2 separate regions of the Zea mays genome follow, and region 2 is linked to region 1. Evidence: chromatin contacts called from public Hi-C data. All regions are on one chromosome and are shown on one strand. The core of a region is the stretch at or near the end of the contact, and the rest is flanking DNA. Distances in the headings are between cores, read along the strand shown.

Evidence for each region. A called contact is a pair of places that touch in the nucleus more often than the background predicts.
Region 2: a Hi-C map of tassel shows a contact between it and region 1, with 2.3 times the contacts expected there. The contact joins the enhancer-like site here to the promoter of LOC100383591 in region 1. A contact is called at or near these places in 3 of 25 Hi-C or Micro-C datasets (ear, leaf and tassel).

What each region holds. Positions count from the first base shown.
Region 1 is chr3:164,031,289-164,037,866 of Zm-B73-REFERENCE-NAM-5.0, reverse strand. LOC100383591 reads right to left here and starts at 2,581. Exons shown (of 11, transcript NM_001176239.1): 1 at 1,867-2,581; 2 at 1,109-1,294; 3 at 762-977; 4 at 564-674; 5 at 97-294; 6 at 1-7. The coding sequence starts at 2,469.
Region 2 is chr3:164,262,006-164,268,583 of Zm-B73-REFERENCE-NAM-5.0, reverse strand. No RefSeq gene overlaps it. Among protein-coding and RNA genes, the nearest start is that of LOC103652331, 6.9 kb to the left of the region's middle. Within about 2 kb of position 3,348, at least 19 of the 20 cell types and tissues checked have an H3K27ac peak or open chromatin away from gene starts, as enhancers often do. A contact at or near this core is called in ear, leaf and tassel, where this site is marked.

The sequences.
Region 1 (6,578 bases), core at 1,332-3,831:
TCATGGTCTGTAAGAAAATAGAGGAAGAAAGAGTTCAGCTCTCAAGAAGCAACAAAGGATGCTTGACAATATGTTGGACAATACTCATGTGATTACCTGGATGAACCACTGATTGCTAGGCGCAAATTGCTCTGCAAGTTCAACACAACGTGATGCAATTTCTGTCTTATAATGATGATCAGTTATGTTGATCATGTATTCAATCATCCTATCAACAATCACTTCAACATTTGTTGATTTTGTCATCTTATAAAGAAGCTCAAAGGTCTTGCGCTTCAAAGTGTCATCTGGATCCTATTCACAGGATTGCACAGTGAGTGAGAAATCGAGAGTGCTACTGACAAAACACAGTAACAAAAAATGCTAAATCGCTGATACAAAAGAAATATGTATACTTAGGTTGGACATGATAAACTGAAAAAAAAACATTCCTTGTGTTAAGTTCTGAAAGTAGAACATGACTACAATAAAATGGTTGACTTATTTTTTTGCAGTGAGTAACATGTTACACAGAATCAATGTTTGTCATAAATTTTTAATGCTTCACATGGCACATCCCTCACCTCTAGGCAATCAATGACAGCTAGCTGGTGCTCTTCTGCAATATCTGGGTTTATTTTTATTAGCCGGCCAAGAGCATCAATACCCATGTACTTAAGATTATGACTATCACTCTGAAATCAACGAAAGGGATGATTAAGTTGGTTAGCCTCCAAAAAAGACAGCATGCCATTTTTCCATAATAAAGATCATGCGCAAACCTTCAGAAACTTTGATGTTGTTTCAGCTGCAGCCTCTAGCATCTTAGGGTTTGGGAAAATGAATGAAATACAGCATATGCATTCATACAGTATAGCATTGCCAATGTTGCTTGCAGTGTCACCTTTCCTGAATATGTCACCCAATACAGTGTACATATGCCCACTTGCTTGTTTATCGCCACTACCAAGTACAGCAAGTATCTTCAATAGTTTTATCTGCAGATGACAGACACAAAATCTAAGGCAGATAGCATGGCGACAACCGAAGACTTAAACCCATTAGAAGCATAATTTGCACTGGCAGCTTGGCAACCTAACAAATAAATAATGTCTAGTTTAACTCATGCCTGAATAAACGGTGCGGGCATTTGGTGGTAATCATAGGAAGTCGGTAGTCTCCTCTCTGCAACTTGTTTGAGGATGTTAACAAAACTAACAACCAAATCCTTGTACGAATTTGGTTCCTCCAAAATCAGGTCATAGAGGGGGCAAAGAGTTGCACCCATCACCCCTGGATCATTATCACAGAGCCTCTGCACAGAAAGAACCAACAATGTTAATAACATCACTGCTCCATGCAGAGATTAAGATAAGGAAAGTTATTCTATCTTGCAAGAATTTAAGAACCTAGGTAAAAATGTACTGTTGCAAAAAAAACATCTTTGGAAGTCCAGGCATAATCGGTCCAAAGCTACAATCTGTGCTATCTAAAATGGCATACTAAGAGAATGTTTGTTTCCTTGCAGGATTACATAATCCAGCTTATTTTATATAGATTATATAATCCTATTAGAGATGTTTGTTTACATAAATTATTAGTGGGTAAAAAGCCAACAATAATCTAAAATAAGCAACTAATGACCTGCTTATGAATTATCATAATCTAGGTACCTAGATTATATAATCCACTCCAATTGTTTGCCTCTTAACTTATTTAATCTGGATTATATAATGTAGAGGGTAAACAAACAGGGCCTAAACACCAAGGCATGTGGAAAGGGACATTTCTAAATGCATACTACCATTCATCTAGAACAGAAATGGCCGTAGGTTATAAAAACATGAATTTATCTAGAACCAAAATATGGAGGAGAAAAGTGCGGACCTTGCGGAAGTTGGAGACGAGGTGGGAGACGGAGGAGGGGGATCGCTGGTAGAACCGGTGTAGTGCCATGACGGCCTTCTTCCTCACAGCCTCCTTGGGGTGCGCGAGCAGCTCTACAACCTGGGGCAGCACGGCAGGGATGGCCTCCTCACCGATAAGGCGGCACGCGGCGGTGAGCGCTGCGCAGACGACGAGGTAATTGTCCGACCTGAGGTCCTTCTGGATGGTGTTGACCACGAGGATGACGAGGTCGTGGCGTTCGTCGAGAAAGAGCGCGACAGCGAGGTAACCGGTCCGCTTGAGCGGGAGCGACTCGTCGTGGGTCATCTTAACGGCGTGGATGTGGCCGAAGGAGGCGTCGTGGCCGAGCATCTCGGCGTAGACGAGGCGGAGGAGGAGCTCCTTCATCTTGCGGCGTGGCACGTCGGGGTCGGCGAGGCGGCGCTTGAGGTGCTCAAGCTCGCGCGCGATGATGCGGTCCTCCTCCGCCTTGGAGCGCGCCTCGCCGATGGACTTGACGAGGTCGAGGAACTCCTTGGACTGCCCCCACCCGCCCTGCGACCCCATCGCCAGCTCCCGCCCGATCGTCCGCAGCTGCTCCATTGCCGGCGCCCGCTCCGGGTTCCTCAGCGGCGTGCGCGTGTGGCTCGACCGATGCCAGCGGCGGCGGAGGCGTCCGGTTGGAGTGGAGGAGATCTGGATCGGCGAGTGGGGGACAGCCGGGGAGGTGGGTTTGCTTGGAGATCGGGATTGGGATTGGCGACGGAGGGGAGGGCCTTTTTTCCTGTTTTTTTTCTTTTCTTTTCCGTCGTTTTACTGATTTTGTTCTGTTTTGCAAGGATGTTAGCACAAGTCTGTTTTTCACTCCTCGGTTGTACGAAAATTTAAACCGTGTACTAAATTATGTTTCAAAATAATGTAAGCAGGTGTTTGGTTTCTTCAGTCATCCTCTTATATTTTAAGGCTAGTTTGAAAACCCTAATTTCCTAATGATTTTTTATTTTTCCAAGGGAAACTAGTTTATTTTTCCTTAAGAAATTAAAAATCTCATAGAAAAATGGAGTTGCCAAACTAGCCCTTAGAAAGAAACTTTAGTTCCTAAAAATTATATTTGGAAGACCTATTTTAATCACTTCGTTTAGGAGTGTTTGTTTATAAAGACTAAACTTTAGTCCCTCCATTTTATTTCATTGAATCCCTATATTACTAAATACGGAAATTAAAATTGAGTTTTAGTTCCTGTATTTGACAATTTATGAACTAAAATAGAATAAAATGGGGAACTAAAAATTTGTGCCTATAAACCAAACATTTACTTAGTATTTTAATAACTAAGGGGTGTTTGGTTTAGGGACTAATGTTTAGTCCCTCTATTTTATTTTATTTTAGTTTTAAATTGCTAAATTGAGAAACTAAAATAAAGTTTTCGTTTCTGTTTTTTGGTAATTTAGAGACTAGAATGGAATAAAATATAGGAACTAAAATTTAGTCCATATAAACCAAACACCCCTAAAAGTAACTAAACTTTAGTCACTAAGATAGAAATCAAACATCCCTAACACTTTAGTATTTAATGTTCACAAGGTAAAGAAAATGTTTATTTACTACTCTCTTTGTCTTAAATTAACATTAATTTTAGATTTAGATAATTAATAGACTCATACAATATTTAATATATACGTTTAAATTTATCACCATCTATTTAAATATAGATATAATAAATAAGAATTAAAATGAATTCTATCTTAAGACGGATGGAGTATATGTTTAGTTAGGGCTAGTTTTATAACTCCATTTTTCCAAGAGATTTTCATTTTTCCAAGGAAAAATAGTTCATCTTCCCATATGAAAATAGGAATCCCTTGGAAAAATAGAATTCTAAGGGCTAGTTTGGAAACTCTATTTTTCCAAGAGATTTCTATTTTCATAAGGGAAGATGAACTAATTTCCTTTGGTAAAATGGAAATCCCTTGGGAAAATAAGGTTTCTAAACTAGTACTAAAAATAGAAATCCCTTGGAAAATGGGGTTTCCCAAACTAGCCCTTAAATGGAAAATATACTTATATTTGTTATAAATAAACTATAGTATGTGGCGTTATTAATACTAGTCTATGTCGTGCGCACTCCGCGCGACGTAAAATACAATTCTGGATTATCAAATTGCAGATAGATATATTATATAGTAGGTACATATTGCATTTAGATGTTTGCAACATGTCGGGTATAATAATTAGAGGTACCTAGATTACACCCCTAAAAACGCTTAACCCCTAGACCACCATCAAAGCATGTTTCGAGGACGAAGTATCATAAGCCACCTTTGCCCGAGGCCCCCCTCAACTCCGCCTCACCCGAGCCTGCCCTCAGACAGGGTGTGTTCTCGGGAGAATCCTCGTGCCGGTCGAGGTCCCCTCTCCCTAGAACGGAGGTCTTCGCCTCGCCCGAGCCCACCTCGGGTGAGCTAGACAAACCCAGGGCAAGACTCGGTCGAAGTCCGCAAGAGACAACAACATTCAATGAGCATACCTACCCCACGTAGGGTTGTAGGTGTACAGGAGCAACAAGACTGTGGTCCTGTCAAGCTTCACCAACTATGATTACGCATACGACCACTATTCTCGCACGTCGTCGCCCAACTCCTGATGGGACATACAATACGAAAGGGTATAGGCTAGCCCTCGCGTGCAAAACTCTGCCTCACCCGAAGTAGAATCCGTTCTCGAGACAAACTTCGCCTCGCTCAAGCCTGGCCTCGGCTACCTGCTCCCCGCGAATCCCACAGGAGGCACTCCTACAACTATGGTGCGCACGTCTTCGAATCTCGAAACGGGCTCGGTCGTGACCATGGGCAGACTTCTGCCTCGCCCGAGCCCGGCTCTGACCTCGATATCCGCAATGGAAAGGCATCCAACGTCATTAGATACTAGAGAGCTAGCGCACTACTTAGGGGCTCTTTCCCATACTTAGTACTGTGTCAACCACTACAGTATGGGCAACCCCCTTGCTAGGGGGCTCGGGTGTGTGACCGAGCCCTTGGCCCTGGCCTCGGCTCTCAGCAGAAATCAAGCGGGCACAAGTTAACAATAAGTACAAGACCATACCGTCTATAGGGGCACGGTGACACCCTCACAATGTGCGGCCAACTCTAGTACTCCGGGCAGCCCCTCCTGTGGCTATAAATAGGATAGCCTATGGCATCAGGAAGGCACGCAAACACTTCACAGTTTTCTCCTCCACCGTGATATTAGCACCAGCCTCAATCAACCCCACAAACTTGGGATCCTTCCCTCTCCTACTCAGCTTGTATTCCCTACTGCAAACACTTAGGTGGAAGTAATATAAGTCTTATCCCCCCTCTCCTGGAAGTAGGGCCTTCTCTTGCCTAAACTAGGACAAAAGACTTATGTCATCTTGCATCACCATCCAGGTTAGGGGCACACAGCTATATTTCACTAGTTGGTTAGGTCCTCGGGTCGAGACACCGATAGTTGGTGCACCAGGTAGGGGCACGCTGCGTGCAAAGCATCAAGTTCCCATCAAAACTCTATATGGCTAGCTTCCACCACCCCTGAGGCTCGGTACGGTGATCAGGTTTGGGAGTTTAGAGTTCATGTCACTCAGCATTGAGTATGATATGGTGCTCCTCCCACTTGGTCCCCTGGTTGCACTCAGGGAGAACCAGACGTCCGTCCCCGTCCTTCTTGTCACAGGAAGCGGAGACAGAGCAATCACAACCACGTTACGGGTGGCGCCTCATGCCCCGTTGAAGCTCCTGGGCTGGCTGCTGACGCAAACTCCCTTGCGAGGGATCTGACCAACGTTAGCATCACGCCTGGAGCATCGTCGGTAGCACACATATCCCCAACACCAACTCTGTTGGCTCCTCCTCCTATGGCGTGGGGAGTATCGGCTTCACCAGCTCCCTAAGCCATGTGTTAGGTCGTGCCAGCCTCACCGTCCCTCCCACCTGCGGGTTGGGAGGTGCCGGCCTCATCGTGGCAAGACATGAAAGCTTTGTCAGGGGCTAGGGGAGAACCATCAGTGTTCAACCCTATCCCTTTTTAGCCAAGCGTCGACTCAAGTGCCTTCACCAGCATGTACGCTGGTCTTCCCTTCCCTTGGGGTGCTCAGACTCCAAGGAGGAGGATGGTCTAGGCTCTGCCCTGGACTTCTTTGGGCTTTGAGACCCTAAGGTCATGTTGTAATTTCTATTCGCCTGTAACAAACTGCTCTCCAACGACTCCGATGACTATAGCAAGGACGAGGAGGGTTACGACCCAACTCAAGAGTGCTTCAAGGTGGGCGCGAGGAGCATGATGAAGGGGACCAGCTCGGCATGCCTCGGGAGAACAACGTGCCACCCCCACACGTTAGGGAACCAATGGAGATGGGTGAGGCTCAGCCCCCCTGAGTCACATGGCCCACCTCGAGAAGCTCTACGAGTTGCACGCCAAGCTCAGAGAGGAACAACAACGAATGCAACAGCTTCGGCAGGTTCTCGATCGGGAAGCAGCCGGCAAGGCTCTTGACGAGGGAGCACGCGCAAAGGCATGCGACGTCCATTGTCACATCATGGAGGATGCCAAAGCCAAAGCCCCTTTGGCCTTTCACAGGGCTAGTTAGAACCTCACCGCAGCAGCAATATTGCTCCGTACCATGCCGGAGCCATCCACCACCGAGGGACGCCAAATCCATGGTGAGATCCGAGAAC
Region 2 (6,578 bases), core at 2,099-4,598, 230 kb before region 1:
GCAGGTTTAGCTAACAAATCTCGCAAGAAATCTGAAACACTAACTGATTCTGCGCACACATCTAAATATTGTAATTTCAACCTTTTCTAATATCTTTTAGAAAACAATTTATGTATGCTTTTACGCTAGTCATGGGTGAAAATATAGGAAGGTTGTCTACACACATAACAAAGCAGGAGGTTCAGGGAGATTTCCGGCATTTTTAGTTTTTAAAATATAAATATTGTAGTTACTCCATCTGGTATAAATATATAATTCATTTTAGACTAAGACACTGTTTGGTTCCATCGGGATTTTTAGAAACAGGTTTTTAAAAGCTAGAAGGCCTCCAAACAAATCAAGTTTTATTTAGTTTCTGAAAACTAGTTTCTGGTTTCTTAAAAACCAATTAAGAATCTGGTTATGCTCAACTAAAACCAGTTTTTTTGTGCCTAATTACCCGTTACCCTTTATAAGAAAGAACAAATTACTAAGAAATGCCACTCCTTTCCAACCGTTAATCGTGCGCCTTCTTCTCTCTCTAGTGCGATCCGTCCTCGCGGCTGATCCGCAGTCCGTCAGTTATATGACGCGAGAACCAGCCGGTAAATGCATGTGAACCATATGCAGCGTGAACCAGCCGGCAGTTATATGATGCGAGGGTAGAGGGAAGTAAATTGAGGAGAACTAAGCCAACATTCTCTAAACAAACAAAGGGTATGATTGTCATTGTTAAAGGAAAAATTAGAAACCAGCTTTTTAAAACGAGTGGATCCAAACACTTGTATCCAGTTTTTTTCTTCTTCTAAAAACCAGTTTCTTGAAACTAAGTCTAGAAACTAGTTTTTTAAAACCAGAGTGGATCCAAACATGCTCTAAACATACATTCATTAATTAACTTATGGATGTAGTTTATATGTATGTCTATATCTATTATCATTCATTCTAATATGGACGTAAAATAAGAGGGCTATAGAAAGAACTATAATTTGGGAGATATGGATTATTTATTATTAATTACTTTATTTTTGTATTGGATCTATAATTTGAAGGGTTAAGGTTTGTTTGACATCCTATCTCTTACCCCTATGAGGTGATCTTGGTTTATGGGAAAAAAGTATACATTCCATGGCTCCATGCATACATGAATATATGCCTTTTGTATTATGCATTAAAAAAAGCTGCGTTATTGCACGGTACACTGACGTGACATTGGACGTTTAGCGCGGATGCATGTGTTAAGCCATTCATGACACTGAGACCCTAATTAACCAGAAGAAAGTATGTGTTTTCTCTATTTTTTTCGGTTGCCATGAATCCATGATCAGTATGTGTCGCTCTCCAGTTAGGTCCGCACACGAAAAAAAAAAGAAAGAAGAAGAGAGGATAAAATATGCTAGCTCCAATAATAGAACTTAAAGTAAGGTTGCGGATTGGGGTGTGGGGGAGAGATTATATATAAAAGATTAGAATACCCAAATGGGTTTCATGATATTGTCCCCCAGCAGCAGACTGCTCGGGCCTTTTCCGTTCCGTTTCGGATCAGATATGACCCTCTTGCTTAGACTTTGCCAAACGCGCGGAAACTAGCTAGGAAGCACTAACACAATGGAGTGTTAGCTAAATGGCTAATCAAGTCAAATTTTGGCTAATCAAGAGCAAAATAACTCCAACACACTAGATGTCTGACTCATCAAACTATTTGACTCTCTAAATTGGCTCTTTCATTCGCTAAATTTGGCTAGCCACCTAACTAGTCAAAATAGATATATAGTCTATTGGAGTGAAATATTATATATAAATTATAATCTTTATGAAAAAAATAGATAGTAAAAAATAAAGAGTCTGTTGGAGACGAGACAAAATGTCTATTTGATTTGGGATTTGGACCCTTGATTTGCACACCAATGAGATCTGTACCTTCTGAGCAAATCCCTTTAACTTTTGGTCTCAGCAAATTTAATACGGCCTATGTATAGTAAATAAACTAGACATCTCACTTTTGCTCAAGAAAAAAAAAACAGTCATACATGACCGGCTGAACCAGTAGAGAATGGTGAAGAAAGAGATATTTTTGCGCGTTGTGCCGCCGCTTCCGGTTTCACGCCCAATCAACATTTGATGTGATGGATTTCTATCATTCTAGGATCATTGCCGATCAAGCATACATATGGGCAGGCTGCTTTCACTAATATTTAATTAATTCGTGGCCGTGCAATGATTCTGCTGTTTATATGTGCAGGCGTACGTGTCCCTGGGCCTGCTATATAGTCGGTGCAATGATACATTTCTTTCGAATCTGATCGGCTGGATTTGGACTTTTATTATTCGATTGATCTGAGTGGACGTATATCCGATCCACAGTGAGCAATTGAAAAAAAAAAGAAAAGAAAAGAACACCGAATGAACAGGTGAACAGATTTCACTTTTACGGAAAGTTCGATCAAGTTTATAGATAAAAAAGACGATTTTTATTACATTAAATAAGTGTTATTAGATTAATCGCTAAATATGTTTCTATATTAAACTTTTCTCGAACATATATGCCTATCCGGATGTTTTTTGGTACTAGAAATTTTTTATTATATTAAATAAGTGTTATTATAGTATTGAATAACCATTTAAACACTAGTTTTCTAATATGTGCCTCTTTTGGTTCCGTGCCGTTACAAACACGGCTCTTCTAGTCGTGTTGTGTTGTGTGGCCCATTATGACTAAGTTTGAGACACGGTACGACCTGACAGTTCGGGTCGTACTTGCACAACTCATTCTTTTTCGTGTCGGGTCGTAATTTGGACTCTTATTTTTATACAGTGTCATGCCATGTCAGCTTTAAATAGTCCGGTCTAAACTTTCATATCTATGTACCAGTGGTGTGGCCATTGTAGGTGAGACTAAGAAGCCATACACAAGATTGGTATATTATTTGCTTCTGTTTTTCTAGCAGCCAACAGAGGGAAAGTCACATCTACACCAAAAACAAATTTAATCCTTGACCATCTATATATTTACGGATATTTTTATTGGACACATGAAGACTGGCCTCACCCCTCCATGCACTCGCCATGCTGTTGAAGCACTCCGGGAAATTGGGCTCGATTGCAATTGCAACAGCCACCTCGTTCTTGGCGTTGCACATGTCGAACTCCCGCAGCTGAACATTTTTTGTTTTTATATGAGGAAAGGCTTCAAGACAAGTATGCAGCGCACCGTGCACAGACATAGAGTCACAGAGAAGGTATGAGCCTGAATTTCGCTGAAAACAAACTGGAAATCAACGGCGCCGAGCAGCAGGAGGCTCTCCAGTGGACGACCGAGGGGGTGACATGACATGTTACGAGCCGGGCTACTTTGATGGGCCTCCTGTCTTGCAATTGCTTGTTCGGGCTGACCGCGTGTGGACGAGGACAAATTGGGCCTAAAATACAATGGCCCAAATGACGCGAGAAACTGATGGGCAACTAGTCGACGCTTCGGAGCCCGTTAAGAGTATCTTCCGTTTTCTGTTCCCCCGATTCTGCTGCTATTTCATTCTTGTTAGGGCATCATGACGGTGAGATGAGATGACGTGAGTTCCGCTGAAACGAAGGCCATGTTGACCTGGGTCTCTGCACAGTCCGCACACAACTTTTTTTTTCTCCTTCTCTCTCGGTGTTTTGATGAGGGTGATCGTGCACCCTAGCCCGTATCCGTATGGCATATTGATATGCTTTTAGCTGCATATGCATCTATCACCCGTCTTTATAGTTGAAGCGCGCGTGCCTCGTTCCATCAACGTGCTACGGTGCAGCGCTATTACCCGTCTTTATGTGTTGGTTGTGGTTGGGTTTATTGACTGCAGTACCCGCATGCTTCCCTTTTTTTCAACATCAAGGTTCGTCCGTTACGTGTGAGGTCTGTTGAAAATAAACCGGTCCTTGTACGTGGGTTTTTTTTTTCTTGGTATTGTCCGTGTATAATCGATTGATTTCTACGGTCCAAACGGGGTCCGAGATCCAATCATATATGTATCCATGTATCTAAGCTGTGCACCGGGAAGCATAGTAAGTAGGCACATTTAATATGGATCAAAAAAAGGCGAAACAGCAATTAATTAAGCCTCACGAATTTGTCATCTGGACCTGTGGCTAGATGCTCGTCTATATAGGCCACGTGAACCGAGCCGACAGCTGTGTAGTCTTTGTATCAAAAGCACAGTAGTACAGCTACAACACAAGAACTTAGGCCAAGTACACACCACCGCGGGCGGCAAGCGAGCGGTGGTCGATAGAGACCACGAGCTCCCTCAACAAGCGGGCGCTCGTAGACCCGAGGCAGCGGAGGCACCTAGCTAGGCGTGTGCATGGGGGCACTGCATGGAGCCAACCGTAGCCCTTGCACGGGGACCCCTTCCATCCACCCGTCCCGTCGGCAATCCGACCGATCTGGATGCGTCCCGCGCGCGCGTGTGTGATGACTGTGTGCCTCGGAACCCTGTCACGTCCTCGCTCCCCGCCCCGACAGCCAGAACCACCGCCTCCGCCGCCGCGTCCGCCCCGCCCCGAATCCAGCCCGTGCCATGCGGGGGGGCCTCCGTGGCCGCGTCCGTGCGGCACAAACCCATCCCACGGACCGCGGAGATGCCGCGCTCGTTCCGCTTCGCGCCAGCCGTGCGGGTGTTAGAGAGGGCAGGTGGCCCGGACGGCAGGGCGCACAACCCCAAGCGACGCGCGAGAAAGCCGCGGGTCCTCACGGGGGGTGGTGGTGCTGGTGCTGGCTGACGGGTGATCGCAAGCTGCACCGGCGTGGTTGCAAGGACCGCGCGCGAGACTGGCAACGGTAGCAAAGCACGCGGACCATCAGGGATCGAGCCGAGCGGCAGGGGAGGCCGCCGCGTACGTACGTACGTTCACAGCCTTCTTGAACCATAGAAACCGCACAAATCCACAGATGGGTGAGCATGGTCCATGCTCCATGATAGTACTCTATCAGATGCAATTGGCCTGGCTCAAAATATGTGTGTTCGTACGACGGTGGGTACCTGTGGACTGCTTTTTTGGTGGCTGCTGGACGCAATAATCGGTCCGTGTATATACATACTCCCTCTGTTTCTTTTTATTAGTCGCTGGATAGTGCAAAATTGCACTATCTAGCGACTAATAAAAAGAAACGGAGGGAGTACCTGACTGTGGGATCGGATGGACGAACGAGGGGCGCGCGCGACACGAGAGTCTATCTCTATCCATACCTGCCGATGGGCAACGCCGACGGGTCACCAGCCACAGCCAACGAGTCGCGCATGCAGAGCACAGCCCCCCCCCCCCCCCCCCCCCCCCCCGCGCTCGCCCGCCCGCTTGCTTCTGTCGGGGTCGCGGATTAGGAGGGGGATCTCCATCATGCCAACTGCGAGCCAGTGCCAGTGGTAGCTGCTGCTGCTGGTACGCACGCATGCATGCCTACGCCTCGGTTGCGGTTGCGGTTGCAGGGCCCGCTTCTCGCCGATCGGCGGGCTAATAATAAACCTGAACCTGACGTGCCTCCCTCCCTCTCCGTCTCGTGGCGCGGCCGCTCACCATCGTTCCGGTCTTTCAGTGTGTGTAACGCCATGCCGGAAATCTCGCGTTGCGGCTCCGGTTGGAGGACGCTGCTTATCTTTCTGGTGGTGAAGCCAGCCAGCCAGCCAGACAGAGAGAGAGAGAGGGAGAGGGAGAGGGGGTCAACAATGGCTTCGCTTTGTTCTTGGCGTCCATGATTGCGCTGCATGGCCGATGGCACAAAAGCCTGGGACGGATACGGACAGTTCAAGCCCCCTTTCTCTGGTGCATGTATGTATTGCAGGGCTACTACTACTACTAGTGGTGGTGGTGGTGGTAACAAGACTCGATGGATTCAGAAAAGGCGCCCAGTTTTTTTTTTTCTTCTCCTCTCCTGCCATGCCTGCCTACGCAGTGCAGCCTGCTGCCGCGCTCCGCTGGTCGGCCGTGAAAGGACCCGTCAGGGGGCTGAGGTTAGCATGGCATGGCTTGGCAGTTGGCATTGGCACCTGTTGGACACCAAAATGAGCGGACGGTCCGGCCCTTGGGCTCGGACGGTCCGCGTATCCCGAGATTAGATTAAACTCGAATGTTTATCCTTATCTCGTGCGTGGTTATCCATCTAATCGCGCGTGAGTTTGTTGGCTATCTCTTAGGAAAAGGTCCAGACCTCCTCCCCTATAAATATAAAGGGGTACGGTCGATTGAGAACCCCCGAACACATTCCAATCGAACCAATTACCTTATTTACTTTTCCTGCCCTAGAAGTAGATGTAGCATAGTTCTAGTTGTAGTCTTCCACATATCCACCTCCACCCCTATTCGACTCTACGTCGTCTAGATCCGTCTTGGGTGGCCTGCCGATCCCAAGACGACCCTATGATCTCACCCCTATTCGACCGCAAGATCTAGTTGTCCATCCAAGACCTCTTCCTCGAATTGATCTCTTAATTCCTAGGCGACTCCACGTCGTCTGGGGACGCCTCGGGTGACCTGTCGACCCGGGGCACCATTAAGATCTCTTCCCCCCAGGGGACGAGATCTAGATTCCAGCAAGGAGGAGGAAGACGACCCTGTTGCCAGGT